2 separate regions of the Ovis aries genome follow, and region 2 is linked to region 1. A link is a contact called in public Hi-C data. All regions are on one chromosome and are shown on one strand. Each heading gives the region's core, a stretch centred on a gene start, on an enhancer-like site or on the middle of the called end of the contact. The rest is flanking DNA. Distances are from core to core; before and after follow the strand shown.

The links. A called contact is a pair of places that touch in the nucleus more often than the background predicts.
Region 2: a contact with region 1 is called in a Hi-C map of tail adipose tissue, with 6 times the contacts expected there. The contact joins the promoter of SAP30BP here to the enhancer-like site in region 1. A contact is called at or near these places in 14 of 16 Hi-C or Micro-C datasets (blood, hypothalamus, liver and 6 more).

The regions. Positions count from the first base shown.
Region 1 is chr11:55,187,424-55,194,804 of ARS-UI_Ramb_v3.0, forward strand. ITGB4 (integrin subunit beta 4) reads right to left here. Exons shown (of 40, transcript XM_042256360.2): 27 at 5,721-5,925; 28 at 4,401-4,558; 29 at 3,880-4,060; 30 at 3,614-3,751; 31 at 1,227-1,409; 32 at 1,006-1,137. It overlaps TRNAA-AGC (transfer RNA alanine (anticodon AGC)), which reads right to left and starts at 7,356; the gene lies at 7,285-7,356. Within about 2 kb of position 4,563, at least 6 of the 54 cell types and tissues checked have an H3K27ac peak or open chromatin away from gene starts, as enhancers often do. A contact at or near this core is called in liver, where this site is marked.
Region 2 is chr11:55,252,803-55,259,536 of ARS-UI_Ramb_v3.0, forward strand. SAP30BP (SAP30 binding protein) reads right to left here and starts at 3,799. Exons shown (of 11, transcript XM_060395861.1): 1 at 3,659-3,799; 2 at 2,342-2,451. The coding sequence starts at 3,764. RECQL5 (RecQ like helicase 5) reads left to right here and starts at 3,946. Exons shown (of 20, transcript XM_027974079.3): 1 at 3,946-4,114; 2 at 4,627-4,764; 3 at 5,765-5,886. The coding sequence starts at 4,638.

The sequences.
Region 1 (7,381 bases), core at 3,313-5,812:
CGGGGTAACTGCTCTAGAGCCCAGGAGTTGCAACTACTAAGCCCTAGAGCCCGTCTTGCTCCACAGTAAGAGAAGCCACCGGGATGAGAAGCCTGCATAGCAATGAAGACCCAGCACAGCCGAAAATAAATTATATAAAAAGGAAATACAAATCCTGCTGGATTTTTACTCAGCCTAGTATGATTGGCATCCCATTTCACAGATCAGAAAACTGAGGCAGAGAATGTATGTGATTCATCTGAATTCCCACAGTGGTGGTTTAGTCACTAAGTCCTGTCCGACTCTTGCCCCATAGACCCCATGGACTGTGGCCTGCCAGGCTCCTCTGTCCATGGGGTTCTCCAGGCCAGAATACTGGAGTGGGTTGCCTTTTCCTTCTCCAGGGGATCTTTCCAACCCAGGAATTGAACCCAGGTCTCCTGCATTGCAGGCAGACTCTTTACCAACTGAGCTACAAGGGAAGCCGTCGGCAGTGAAGCCAGAGCTAAAATAGACCCCAGGAGTCCCAGTCGGGGGCTCTTTGCATCACACTGTACAGGAATCCAAGAGGGAAGTGGAGTAGGGCCAGTGCAAGGAGCACTGCTCTGGGGGCCCCCAAGCCAATCACTATTCTGGGGCTCCCGGACCAGGCTTGCCTCCTCGCCTGTAGCCCTGTCCCTGGGAGGTGTCCTGACTCCATGGCACAGCTGGTGAGCCTTCCACTCTCACAGCTGTTTCCAGTCTCATGTGCACGAGCCCGTGTGCATGTGTCCCAAACCCATGTCTGTCTGTCTGTCCTCACACAGAGACGTGCACACCAGTCCTATGAGCCATGTCGGCTTTGTCCTTTGTACCCAGAGCCAGAATGGTGCCTGTCAAATCGTTGATTGTGCAGAGAGGGGACTTTCAGTCTTGATCTTCTTGCCCAGTGGTCACTGGCCCCTTTGCTGTCTCTGGACACCAGCGACAGCCCCACCCTCTACTCAGGACCCCCACCATCCTCGCCGGGATCCCCGGCCCACTCACCGGTGTCATCAGAGACGCTGGGCCTCTGGCTGCCGGCCGGAGAGCGGAGCACGTCATCGCTGTACATGAGGAAGCTCTCGTAGTCCTCCCCACTCTGGGCGTCCACGATGGGGATGTCAGGGATGATGGGGACTGCGGGGTGGGGGGGAGGTGAGCCAGGGCCCAGATCTCAGGCCCCTGCCCGTCCCTGTCCACCCTGTGCCTCCCTGCCCCCTGCTCACTGGACATGGGTCGCTTGGGCTGGGTGGCCAGGTTGATGATGGCCTCCCGCTCAGGCCCCCAGCCTGCCCCGTTGCGAGCCTTGACTGTGTAGCGGTATGGCTGGGACTCGCGCAGGTTCTCGATGAGCAGCGTCCGCTTCTTGGGGCCGTCCACCAGCACCTTCTTCATGGGCCCGATGGGTCCTGGGGCAGGGAGAGTGCCTCAGGGGGATCGTCTAGCTTCCAGCCTGGTCCTGGTCTCGGATGCCCCAGGACCATCGCGCAGCCCTTGAACTGCACCCAGGGGTCAGGGGGACAAGGCAAGGAGCGAGCAACTGTTGATGCCCAGCCACGGGCCAAGCCCTGACGGGTGTGACTGGCTTAGAGAAGTGTCACCAGGGCTCCACGGGGTTCATCGCTAAGTTGAGTGGCAGAGACACACTAGACGCAAGTCAGCCGCGTGTCACCTTGACCCGTTAGTAAAGGTCCTGCATTCACGTGCATCTGTGCGAGTCTGGCTCCAGAGCCAAGAGTGCCCTCACCACCTGGGCCTCACCGTCCCCAACCAAACCCCAAATGCTCTGTTGGGAAATCCAAAGTGGAGACATTTGGGGACTTCCTGGTGGTCCAGGGGCTAAGACTTTGCTCTCCCAATGCAGGGGACCCGGGTTCAATCCTTGGTCCAAGAACTAGATCCTACATGTTGTTGCTGAGCAGCCAAGTTGTGTCCAAGTCTTTTGCGACCCCATGGACTCTCGAGGGACCCCATGGATCCCTCAAGGCTGTTCTGTCCATGGGATTTTCCAAGCAAGAACACGGGAGTGGGTTGCCATTTCTTCCTCCAGGGGATCTTCCCGACCCAGGGACTGAACCCAGATCTCCCGCATTGGCAGGTGGACTCTCTACCACTGAGCCACCAGGGAAGCCCCAGATCCCACAGGCCACAACTGAAAAGATCCTGCGCGCCATGATAAAGACTGATCATCCCGCATGCCCCCACAAAGACCTGGCACAACCAAAACAATAAATAAAAACTATTTTAAAAGTGGAGATATTCGGTCACTTGCCAAGGCTGCCCTGGCCACCTGGGCAAGGATGGGAGGAGAAAGGCAGGCCTGATCCTGCAGCCGAGGCCAGGCCGAGGCCTGCACGAGCCGAGTGCGCCAGGGTGGGATGGAGGTTGCACAAGAGCCAGTTAGCCTGGAGCAGAGGTGAGGCAGCTCCCCCACACCCAGAAGGGAGGACATGCAGCCCTGGGAAGGGTAAGGAAGAGACTCCAGGCTGCTCTGAGTGAGTTACAGTGCCTAGGGGCCCCAACCTGACAACATGGGGCTCTCTGGATGATCAGAAGACATCTCAGTGTCCGAGGGGTCCAAAGGAGGGCTCTCAGGGAAAACCCCACTTGCAAAGTTTGATGCTGTCTGATAAGAGAATAGCTGTGCTCCAAGAACTGGCTGATGTTGGACTGTCTGCCTGGGGGAGGCCTCTGAGTGCTGAGGTGGGGTCCACCCTGTCGCATCTGTCTGCCAGGGGGAGAAGGGAAGGGGACCACCCCAAAGGGCTGATGCCCTTGGGTCAGGAGGGCTTCCTCACACGTTTGTGAGGCAAGAGCTAAGACTGTGCGCCGGAATCATCAGTCACGCCTGGTTAAGATTAAAGACCGGGCCACAAAAGACTTCCTGACAGTGGTCCAGGGGTGGATCAGGGGTCGCCAGCAGGAGCCAAGGTGTGACGCAGCGGCTGAAAAGGTTGTGCTTGGTCAGCCAGGTGAACAGAGCAAGGAGCCTGAGGCCCAGAACAATCCTGCTGCCCTCTGCCTTGTTGGGCCACCTTAGAGTGCTAAGTCTGACCCACTTTAGGGTCCACAGGTTGTATCTGGGAGTGGGAAGCTCTCCATCCCTGGGATGGACTGAACATGTGAGGATGCAGAGAGGAGGGCCCTGTACCAGGCAAGAGTCGGGGACTGAGCTCCCCTGAAAAGTTTTCCGTCCTGACAAGTGCAGGGGTCATCTCTCCCTTCCAGGACAGGAGAAAAATAGAGTTCTGCCTAGTGCTCTGGCCTAGGGCTGCCAGATAACACGTTGCATGAAATGTACTAGAAAAACTGTTTGAAGTTCAGGGCGTCCTCTGCTTTTTATTTGCTAAATCTCTCTACCCTGACCTGAAGACACCCATGTAGAATTGAGCCACTCTCGTTAACCTGCTTGGGCAGGCACTCTGGACCTGTGACCCCACTGCACACACATAACCTCAGGCCTTCCATCCTCACCTGCCCTGGGAGCTTCTGGGCTCTGCTTTGGAATGCAACTAACCCAGCCCAAACCTGACCACAAACCTAATGATGCCCCCAGGCAACCAGACACTCCCCCTCCCCTCCCTGGAGACAGAAGGCGAGGGCGGGCCCTTACGGTTGTCCTCATTGACCAGGCCGTAGCAGACCTCATAGGCTGTGATCTCGCCGTTGGTCTCGGCTGGCTCGGCCCAGCTCAGCTGGGTCACAGTGGAGGAGACGACGTTGAAGGCCAGACGCCCGGGCTCGCTGGGCACTGGGTGGGGCAGAGGGGGTGCAGGAAGAGTGCTGTCAACAGCGGACAAGAGGGCAGAGTTCTGGGCGGGGCCGGGGCAGGGCAGGCTGGCATCAGGGTGGCCAGGGATGGACGTGGTGAGGCCTCACCTTCCTGGTGGGTGCGACAGGACACCGGGGAGCTGTAGGGGCCCTCGCCCTGCGCCCCGTAGGCGCACACCTTCATCTCGTAGTCGCAATATGGGTACAGGTTGGTGAGCTCCACTGAGGGGACCTTGCTGTCGAGCAGGTGGGCTTCAGACTCGGAGTCGCCCTGGATCCAGTACTTCACCTGTGCCCAGGGCAAGGCTGGTCAGTGGGGAGCAGCTGGCAGAGCCCACCGTCCCTCCGCTGAGCCCTGCCCTTACAGTCCCGTGGGCACACAGACGTGGAGGGATTGAGTGCCCTGCCAGGCGCACGCAGCAGGGCTGGCCCAGAGCACAGGTGTTTCTGGGTTCTGGGGGCCACATTCCAAGGACTTCTTCCTCCCTCAGCGGCCGATGGGGGTTCCCCACCCACTGAGGCCAAGCACGCCCTCTCCTCTCCCTGGGGCCCTCTCTGGCCTCAGCGGGCTCACCTCAACAGTGTATGCCCGGCCTCCCATCCACCTCCCTCGACGCCCCCCACCTTACCCGGTACCCTGTTGGCTTGCCAGGAGGCGGCAACCAGTTGAAGTGGATCTTCCGGGACCCGGCAGCCTTGGCATTGGGATTCTGTGGGGCACCCAGGTCACCCCGGGGTGGTGGGGGTGATGACACAGTCTGGTTCATTAAGTTCCGGTCCAGCTCATCTGCAGAGGGTCAAGCCAGGGCAAGGCAGTCAGCAGAGACTCCTCTCTGGCTTTAAGGGGGCAGGAACCCATCTGCACCACCAGGGGGCACCAGACGCACAGTTAAACACCAAGACTCCTTCCCCTTCACATCACATCACATGTATGGATATGAGAGTTGGACTATAAAGAAAGCTGAGGGCCAAAGTATTGACGCTTGTGAACTGTGGTGTTGGAGAAGACTCTTGAAGAGTCCCTTGGACTGCAAGGAGATCCAACCAGTCCATTCTAAAGATCAGTCCTGAATGTTCATTGGAAGGACTGATGTTGAAGCAGAAACTCCAATATTTTGGCGACCTGATGCGAAGAACTGACTCATTTGAAAAGACCCTGACGCTGGGAAATATTGAAGGCAGGAGGAGAAGGGGACAACAGAGGATGAGATGGTTAGATGGCATCACCAACTCAATAGACATGAGTTTGAGTAAACTCCGAGAGTTGGTGATGAACAGGGAGGCCGCGGTCCATGGGATCACAAAGAGTCTGACACGACTGAGCGAGTGAACTGAACTGAACTGAACTGAACCTTCCCCCTGCTTCAGGGGGACCCAGGAGGGTCTCCAGAGGGATGAGGGCTTGCTCTCTTTGTCCCTTTGGCAGCCAAGGCGTGACCCACAGGGAACATTTTCTCCTCCAATGCCCTTCCTCTCTCCCCTACCCCAAGACTCCTCCTCCGCCCCCATCCTCTTGGCAAACCTCTCCTCCAGGGTGGGCTCACAGGCCCCACTATACTGGAAGCTAAGGGCACATAAGAAGTGTTTCACCCCTTCTGAAACACTTGCATTTTAGCTTGAACTAAGGCTGAAGTCAAAGGGCTAAGGCTTAATGGTGGGATTCCCAGCCAGCAGCAGGCCCGTGGCCACATGACCCTGGTCTCTCTGATTGAGAGCAGGTTGTCAGATAAATACAAGATGCCTAGTTAAACTTGAATTTCACACAAAGATACTTTTTAAGAATAAGTATATCCCAGATAGCATATGGGATATATTTATACTACAAGTTGAGTTGTTATTTATCTGGGATTCAAATTTAACTGAGCATTCTGTATTTTTACGGCTGAGACTTTCAAGAAGCCCCAGCCCTCCCTTCCCACCTGCTTAACCTGACCCCAGGCTCTGGCTACCTCGGTCCCCAATGATGACAGTGGCAGACTGGGGCTGGCCCAGGCGGGCCCCAAACTTGGGGTTGCTGAGTTGGATGTAGAAGCGGCGGGTCTGAGGGCCCCGCAGGAGGGAGTCCATCTCCTGCAGCTCCAGCAGCTTCACCTGCAGCTCCTTCCAGGTCTCTCCAGGTTGGAACAGCAGCTCACCCTCCATGGGGATGTAGTCCTAGGAATGGGAAGGGGTCAGAGTTGGAGCAGGCCTGGGAGACGAGTCAAGGCTACACGCTCCACCCCCACCCCACAGCCAATGCAGAGACCCTCACGCACAGACTGTCCCACATGGACACGGAACGGCTCCTGTTTATACAGCACCTCTTGTGCATCAAGTACTTTACAGATATTAGCTCGTTTCTTCCTCAGGGCAGAGTGAGGTAGAGATATTACTGTCCCCATTTTACAGATCAGGTAACTGAGGCACACAGAGGTAAAGAAAGATGCCCAAGTTCACACAGGTAGTTGTGGTGGAGCTGGGATTTGAACCAAGGCACAGAGAGACAAGGATGCAGATACAGGAGGGTCCCACACAGGTAGGCACTCAGCCAGGGGAGCTGAGATTTGTAGGCCTCACCTCGGAGGGAGGAACTCTTCCCCACCCTGGGGCTCTGAAGTCTGAATCCCACCATCCCCCCGGCCCTGCTTCCTGGGTGGGTTGCTTCTATTACCTCCAGTTTTTATTTTTCAATGCCCTAGAGCTTTTTCCTGAACATCTTGGGATTAAGTCAGAAAACAAAGATCATGGCATCCGGTCCCATCACTTCATGGGAAATAGATGGGGAAACAGTGGAAACAGTGTCAGACTTTATTTTGGGGGGCTCCAAAATCACTGCAGATGGTGACTACAGCCATGAAATTAAAAGACGCTCACTCCTTGAAAGGAAAGTTATGACCAGCCTAGATAGCATATTGAAAAGCAGAGACATTACTTTGCCAACAAAGGTCCATCTAGTCAAAGCTATGGTTTTCCCAGTGGTCATGTATGGATGTGAGAGTTGGACTGTGAAGAAGGCTGAGCGCCAAAGAATTGATGCTTTTGAACTGTGATGTTGGAGAAGACTCTTGAGAGTCCCTTGGACTGCAAGGAGATCCAACCAGTCCATTCTGAAGGAGATCAGCCCTGGGTTTTCTTTGGAAGGAATGATGCTAAAGTTGAAACTCCAGTACTTTGGCCATCTCATGTGAAGAGTTGACTCATTGGAAAATACTCTGATGCTGGGAGGGATTGGGGGCAGGAGGAGAAGGGGACAACAGAGGATGAGATGGCTGGATGGCATCACTGACTCGATGGACGTGACTTTGAGTGGACTCCGGGAGTTGGTGATGGACAGGGAGGCCTGGCGTGCTGTGATTCATGGGGTCGTAAAGAGTTGGACACGACTGTACTGAACTGAGCTGATATGGGGCAGATGGATTGCAGTGTGTGTAGGGGGAAGCCTTTTCACATGATTCCACTAGGTGGCACTGTAAACTAACATTCAGATTCTTTGCTAGCAGTCCGAGCCACCAGGGAAGCCGAAAAATGTAAGGATGGAGGTACTGGGGATTGAACCCAGGGCCTCATGCATGCTAAGCATGCGCTCTACCACTGAGCTATACCCCCAGGCATATATCTGTATACACATACA
Region 2 (6,734 bases), core at 2,549-5,048, 65 kb after region 1:
CAGTCTCTGAATCGTCATCTTCCTACAAGACAAAGAATTTAGAGGATTAAGCTTAAAGGAGTGGGCCTGAGGTTCTCACATGCACAACTAGGGTATGGAACAAATTTACCCAGCCTGGGTCATCCCACCAAGAATCCCTCCCCTACCATATGACCCAGGCTCCAGAGAAAGAGGAGGGGAAAAAGAGATGTTCTGGGTAGGAAAAACAGAACATCAGCCGCTCAAAGTCCTTACTCCAGCAGGGCCATAGTCTATATCAATGAAAAATGCCTGAGATTAAAGACTACACACACAAAAACGGAGAAAGGTTGCAATACACTTGAGAAAAGATCAGGCCCCACAGGATAAAGCAGGCATGGAGCTGCCAATGAAATACCCATGATTTCAAAGTACAGGAATCCTTTTTTCCTTCTTTGCCTTTCATGTACACAAAGACATCAGACTCCAAGCTCCCGGGACAGCTTTCACCTCCCTGAGTGCCATGACCTTTCACCTAAACGCTATACCCGAGCGCATCAACCCAGCAATATCTGCACATCAGCATGAACAGTAGGAAGGCAGGCATCAAATGACCAGGGCAAGTGATCTGGGAAAGGCAGGACTGTCCTGGGACCCAGCTGAGGGCACTACGCCTCCATCCAGACTTTTGGAGAACTAACCCATTCTAGGCAGCCTTGTTCCTTATCCAAATGGCCTGCCTGACATGGAGCACCATGTGGGCATGCCATTTTCCAATGTGTGCCCCAGCCTCACACAAGCTAGTCCACCATTCCACTGAAACCCAATGAAGGTCAAAAATCAGCTACCCTGTCAGGCAGCTGTCTCCCGTGTCTGTTCCACGACGAGCACACCCCAATGCACGGGAGCTGTAATTTCACATCCAATGGAAAGTTTCATTTGAAAATGCTGTTTTCAGTCACTCTAAATGACCCCCTCCCCATATGAAAGAGCACACCAGATGTGAATATAACCACCACCTGAGAGACTTCAACTAGCCTGATGGTTCTGAGATTGAATTGTTCTGCAAGGTGTCAAGAGAGCCACAGCTTTTAAATACAATCTGTTGCAAATGAAACCCATCAGGCCAAATAATCAGAGATGTAGCTCAGCTAAATACAGGCACAATTTAGAATGTATACATTGGGACTGGATGCAAGGATTTTACTAAAATGCGGAATAAAGCTTAAATATGGTGAAAATTCTATGCAAAGTAAATGCAGAAGAACACCTCAAAAACACACATGCAAATTTCCTGAAGAAAATAGTTACTGGATGTTAAGCCAGTATGTACTCACTTAAGAGCAGTCAGGAAAATGGAACAACTTACAAAGCTTTTCTAAACAATTTTAGTCAATTCTGAATTATCAGCAAAAATGGGAGAGGGGAAACCTCAAGGGATAAAAATATCTTCCAAAAGAACAGAATATACAAAAGGTATTTTTTGTTTAATTTGTAAAGCATTGTAACTCTAACGTTTATGTAGCAATGCATAACATTTTCAAACAAACAATACAGAACATTCAGTTCAGTTCAGTCGCTCAGTCATGTCCGACTCTTTGCGACCCCATGGACAGCAGACGCCAGGCTTCCCTGTCCATCACTAATTCATTAGGTGTTTTAATTAAAGCTGTTGCTAACCAGCCAGATTTTATACTGAGGTACAAGTTTGTATGTCTGTGTTAAGAACCAGTCTGAATCCTTGTTTTTCTCTAGAGTTAAGTTCTCCAAACTTTTAAATTTTAGGGGACAGTGTATCTAAAGTCCTTCTGGTTAAATTAAGATGCAAGTTCTTTTCTTTGCTAGTCAGCACATACTAAACTTTAAGCAAGATTTGATGATCAAGAACACTCTGATAAAAAGTGCCAAGTAGAACATCAAGAAAGGATTTAATAAATATCAAATCACAAATAACAGTCCTTCCCAGTCTTTTTAATAAACTGAAAGATTCGAATGAGCCCCAACCGAGATTACAAATAACACAGAATTGACTGCAGATATAAATGATACATCAGTTGGGATGAATGCACTGTTTCAAATGGAATAAATTATCTAAGCAGGGAAAACCAACATAAAACACCTATTGATATCTGGGTTAAATAAAATTGTCCACAATTGTTGCCTCCAAGTTTCAATACAAAGGTTAATACAAAATGGTTCAGGTGAAAAAAATTAGATTTTCAAAGAGAACTACAGATATCCAATCCAATTCTCTCAACGGATACTAAACACACCAAAAAAGGAGGGGAGGGGGAAATGGAACACTGTTGGTACAGGTCAGAAAGTTTCCGACAAATGAAATGATGCTTTGAGCAGCTGTGGATTTGGGAATAGATTTACCTACCGACGGTTTGCTGTTCTCATCCTCCTCCTCTTCATAACCATCTTCATCACCCGCAAGGCGAGAGAAGTCATCCTCTCCATAGGCTTCGGATACCAAGCCGCCTTTCTCCTCTTAAACAGAAGAGAAAAATAAGATGAATGACTGGGAAAAAGAATGGAGAAAAACACGAGTCATTTGAGTGGCCAGGACTATCTCTTACGAGACAAGGAAAACCTAAATCTCATTTAAGTGACCTCTGGCCCAGATTCCGTTTTGGGGAAGACTACAAAATTTAGTGTATGAATTCATTAAAAGAACAGGAAAGAAAACCAAGTAATATTAAATTTCATTTTTAATGCTTCCAATCCACCTATGCCAACTGAAGCATACTTTCCTCTCAACTGTTATATCGCTTTGTTTAAGCCCCTCTTTTGATCTGCCTATGTCTACTTTGTATAATAGGCACCAATGAACCAGTCTTCTCATACAAGATGAGGACTCTGTCATCCTCATTTTTGTGAGTCCTCCCCTAGGAACTGGATCTTAAAACAGGGGTGCCTTGAGAGGTTCCCAATCATATCTACTTGAGAAACAAAATATTTTTCTATGTTTAAAACAAAAACAACAACCCCCGCCAAACAACGCAAATTACCAGCAGAGAACTTCCAGACAGGCCAAGACCACTTGCACTGAGAAGCTAACAGTCCAAGCCCCTCCATCACTTCCCAATGAGGAAACCAAGGCTCAAATATGTTGGGTAACTTGCTGCCTCTCTTCACTCCCATATAAATCTGTTCCCACTTCTTACTACTGTTATTCTCAACGTGAGTACAGTAACAAAATATTGATGGGCTTTGAACAACTCACAAAGTAACGGAATCGCCAAGAAGCCTTGGAAGGATCACAAACGCTCAGGTCCTTCCCCAGATCTACTGAATTAAGACTCTCTCGCGGTGGAGACCGGAGGTACAAAGCTCCAAGATATGTCTGGGGCATATTATCAATTAAAAGATTCGCTCTTCCCCACAAACAAGCCCGGAGAAAACAGGTAGTGGTTCAGTAGCCTTGGATCCTCTCTCCCCTTTGTCCATCCTTCTGCCCAGCACCATGCCCAGCACGGAGACTTTAAGTAAATTACGGAAGGATAATCGAATCCAAGGAAGGAGACGGTCCATTCGTGCTACAGAGCGTATAACGCTCGGTCTAGCCCAGGATCCTGAGCGCCCTTTAGGGCTCCGGGGCCCGATACTTGGGGTACAATGACCATCTCTTTCCCTCCCGCCGGCTAGGGGAGCAGTAACCTGATTCTCCCTTTCCGGTTCCCTTCTCGGGCCTCACCAGCCGCGCTGCCTGCCGTTTCAACTCCAGCCTCTCCGTCAGACTCGGGCTCTGAATCTTCCGCGTAAACTGCCAGAGACGACAGAACATTCTTCTTCCCCGCCATCTTATTTCCACAGCCCCGGTGTGGCTCACTTCTATGACTCCAAAGAGCCGACTTCCGCCCAGAAAGGCGACTTCTTCCGGATCCCAGGAGACCCCGCGCCCCTTCCAGACCGGGAACCAATCAAAACGGCTCTTTCGGCGCCTGGCTCCGCCCCTCGTGCCACCGCTTGCATAACGTCATCACTGCGCGACGGACACAAGCTTCTGTGGGATATACCTGACACTGCTTTCCCAGCAGTTTGGCTTTTCAGTTACCTGAGGCGTATGAGGGTCTTCGAGTAGTTCCCGAGCCAGCGGGCATCAGCGGCCCGACAAGAGCCCTTCGTTTCTCGGAGCCCACGGCCGGCTCTGATATCTTGGGGTTAAGAGAGGGAGGCTTTCGCTGGGGAAGGGAGAAATGAGCAGATCTGAGGCTGAGTAAAGGGGAGAGCTGCCATCCGGGGGGTGGGGGAGAGGGTGATGGGAAGAAGGGGTCAGGTCCCAGAGGAAGAATGGTTGTCAGTGGCCGTGCTTACGGAGTAGAGGGTGGATCTTAGGGAAAAAATTCCATCTTCTCTAAACTGTTCCGGACATTTGTGTTTCTTCTCGTGATCTGATTTCTAGCTCTGCGCTGTACGGTGCCCTGGGATAGTTCGAAGATTTTATTTTCACTGAGCATAAAAATAGAGATGTTAATTACTCAAGAATGTATTGCTCCAGGCTCTTCACCTGGAGCTATATAACTTGAAAATAGTGCATTGTTTGAGCATAATAAAGCAAATTTATACTCATAGAGATTATAAAATAAGCAGTCTTTTAAAAGCAGAACAGAGGTTTCTAGTTGCAACCATATGATCATCACCTTTGCCTTAACCTTTGGCCACTGTTGGTAAAGATGAGTACCCATCCTTCCTCTCCTTTTGACCCTGAGCGTCGAGTCCGGAGCATGTTGAAAAAGGTCTTTGGGTTTGACTCTTTTAAGACGCCTTTGCAGGAGAGGGCGATCATGGCTGTAGTGAAAGGTAACGTTACCAAACTACCTGTGTTTACATTTGTGCTGCTGCAGAGCACTTTCCTTTTTAAAAAATATTTATTTTTATTTATTTGGCTGCATAAAGTCTTAGTTGTAGCTGTGGCACGTGGGAACTAGTTCCCTGACCAGGGATCGAACCCAGCCCCCCTGTATCGGGAGCACAGAGGCTTAGCCACTGGACCACCAGGGAATTCCCTGCAGAGCACTTTCCTTCTGACCCTTCCTACCTCCCCGCCTTTGGGCCATATTTGGTTTTGGAGATGTAGACGTGTCACCCTAAACTTACTTACAGTTTTATCGGCAGAACCACCCAACTGTTCTGATTCTGATAGTTCACAGTCAGAGCTAAGGTTGTCTTTGAAAACACTATATATTTCCATTCTCTTTTGTTTGGTGTAGACAGCAGTGTGTGTGGGGGTGGGGTGGGGGTGTAGTTGGCAGGAATAGTCTTAAGGCAGTCATCTTCCAGGTAATTTTTTTGTTGAAGATAGAGTGGCTTGGGTCCCTGGTAGGGAAGGAGTAATAACATTATAAACTGGAGCTGTGTTGATAGATGAAGATTGTCAAGGGGGGAGCAGGAATGTAATGTCAGTGACACTGTAACATTTATAAACAAAATCCCTCTAAGTGATGTTGTATCCATGTCTATGCAGATATGATCACCCATCCAGAAGGATTCAGCTTTCGTTGAATCCTGATTCAGCTCAACCTGATTCGGTTCAGCCATCCGTGTCCCAGCAGACTCCTACTCCTTACCCTTGTAGTTGTTACCGGTTCTGAAAATGATTGGCTGGCATTGCTGAATCTCCCTGGATCGCTCCCCTTGTCCTAGAAAGGATGGGAAGGGAATTGCAATTATATTGAGACCCTTCCATGTGCCAGACACTCTACTAGGGGTTTTTCTTACATTATCCTTTAATTGTCAACAGCCTTGATGAGGGGAATATATAAAAGGCAGGAGCGTTGAGATGTCCTCTTGTCTTTTGCAGGTGATCAGGATGTCTTTGTGTGCATGCCCACTGGGGCAGGAAAGTCCCTCTGCTATCAGCTCCCTGCTCTGTTGGCTAAAGGCATCACCATCGTGGTCTCTCCTCTCATTGCTTTGATTCAGGTGAGGCTCAGGTGAATGAAGATGGCAGGCCAGAAAGTTTAGGGGACTTTTTTCTTTTTTGGTAGCTGGAAGTTTACTTCTTTCACTGGTCTTTTGCCTCTTGCTTTTCTTTGATTTGTCTTTGTCCCTCTGTATTGGGTTTCTGAATTGCCTAAGTGTGGGATTCTCCACTAGTGCATATCACTCTGGTGGGTTATGATTGAGTCCTCTCTGTTTTGATGGCCTGAGGTTCTTACCTTCCTTTGTAACTTTTTGTCTGGAGGAACATGGAACTGTATGTGTATGTACACGTACATTCTCATATGTATACACGTGCACTGTTGATGTTCTAGAAGATGCAGATGGGTAGAGAGGTAAATTGATATGGGGGAATCCCTGGTATGTTCTGCTTGCTTCTGGTGGGCATACAGCTGTGAGACAGAAAAACAGATGAGAAACTTGTTGGGATGTTGTTAACTGTACTTCTGGCTATATTTAAAGCCTGCAGCTGGGCTGGTAGAATCAGAAATGAGGAAGTGTGGCTGTGTGGGTAAGAGCCATCCACCATGAGGAAAAGGAGAAAGAGAGCAGGCAAGGCAGAGAACAACAGTGACCGTGCTTCATGAGTGTGCCCTAGTCTCAGGCTTTGTGCTAAGTGCCTTCGGGGTGTCAACTTGCCTCTGAGGCATAAAAGTTCATTTAATCCTTGCAGCAATCCTATTAGGTAGTTTTACTCTTTTTATAGTAAAGAGAAAGAAAATGAGAAAGTTGAAAGTTTAAGGACCAGCTGAAGAGCATGTGGTAATTGAGCTGGGATTAAAGGATTAAAGCCGTGTCTGTCTAGCTCCACACTTCCACGACTTCCTCTT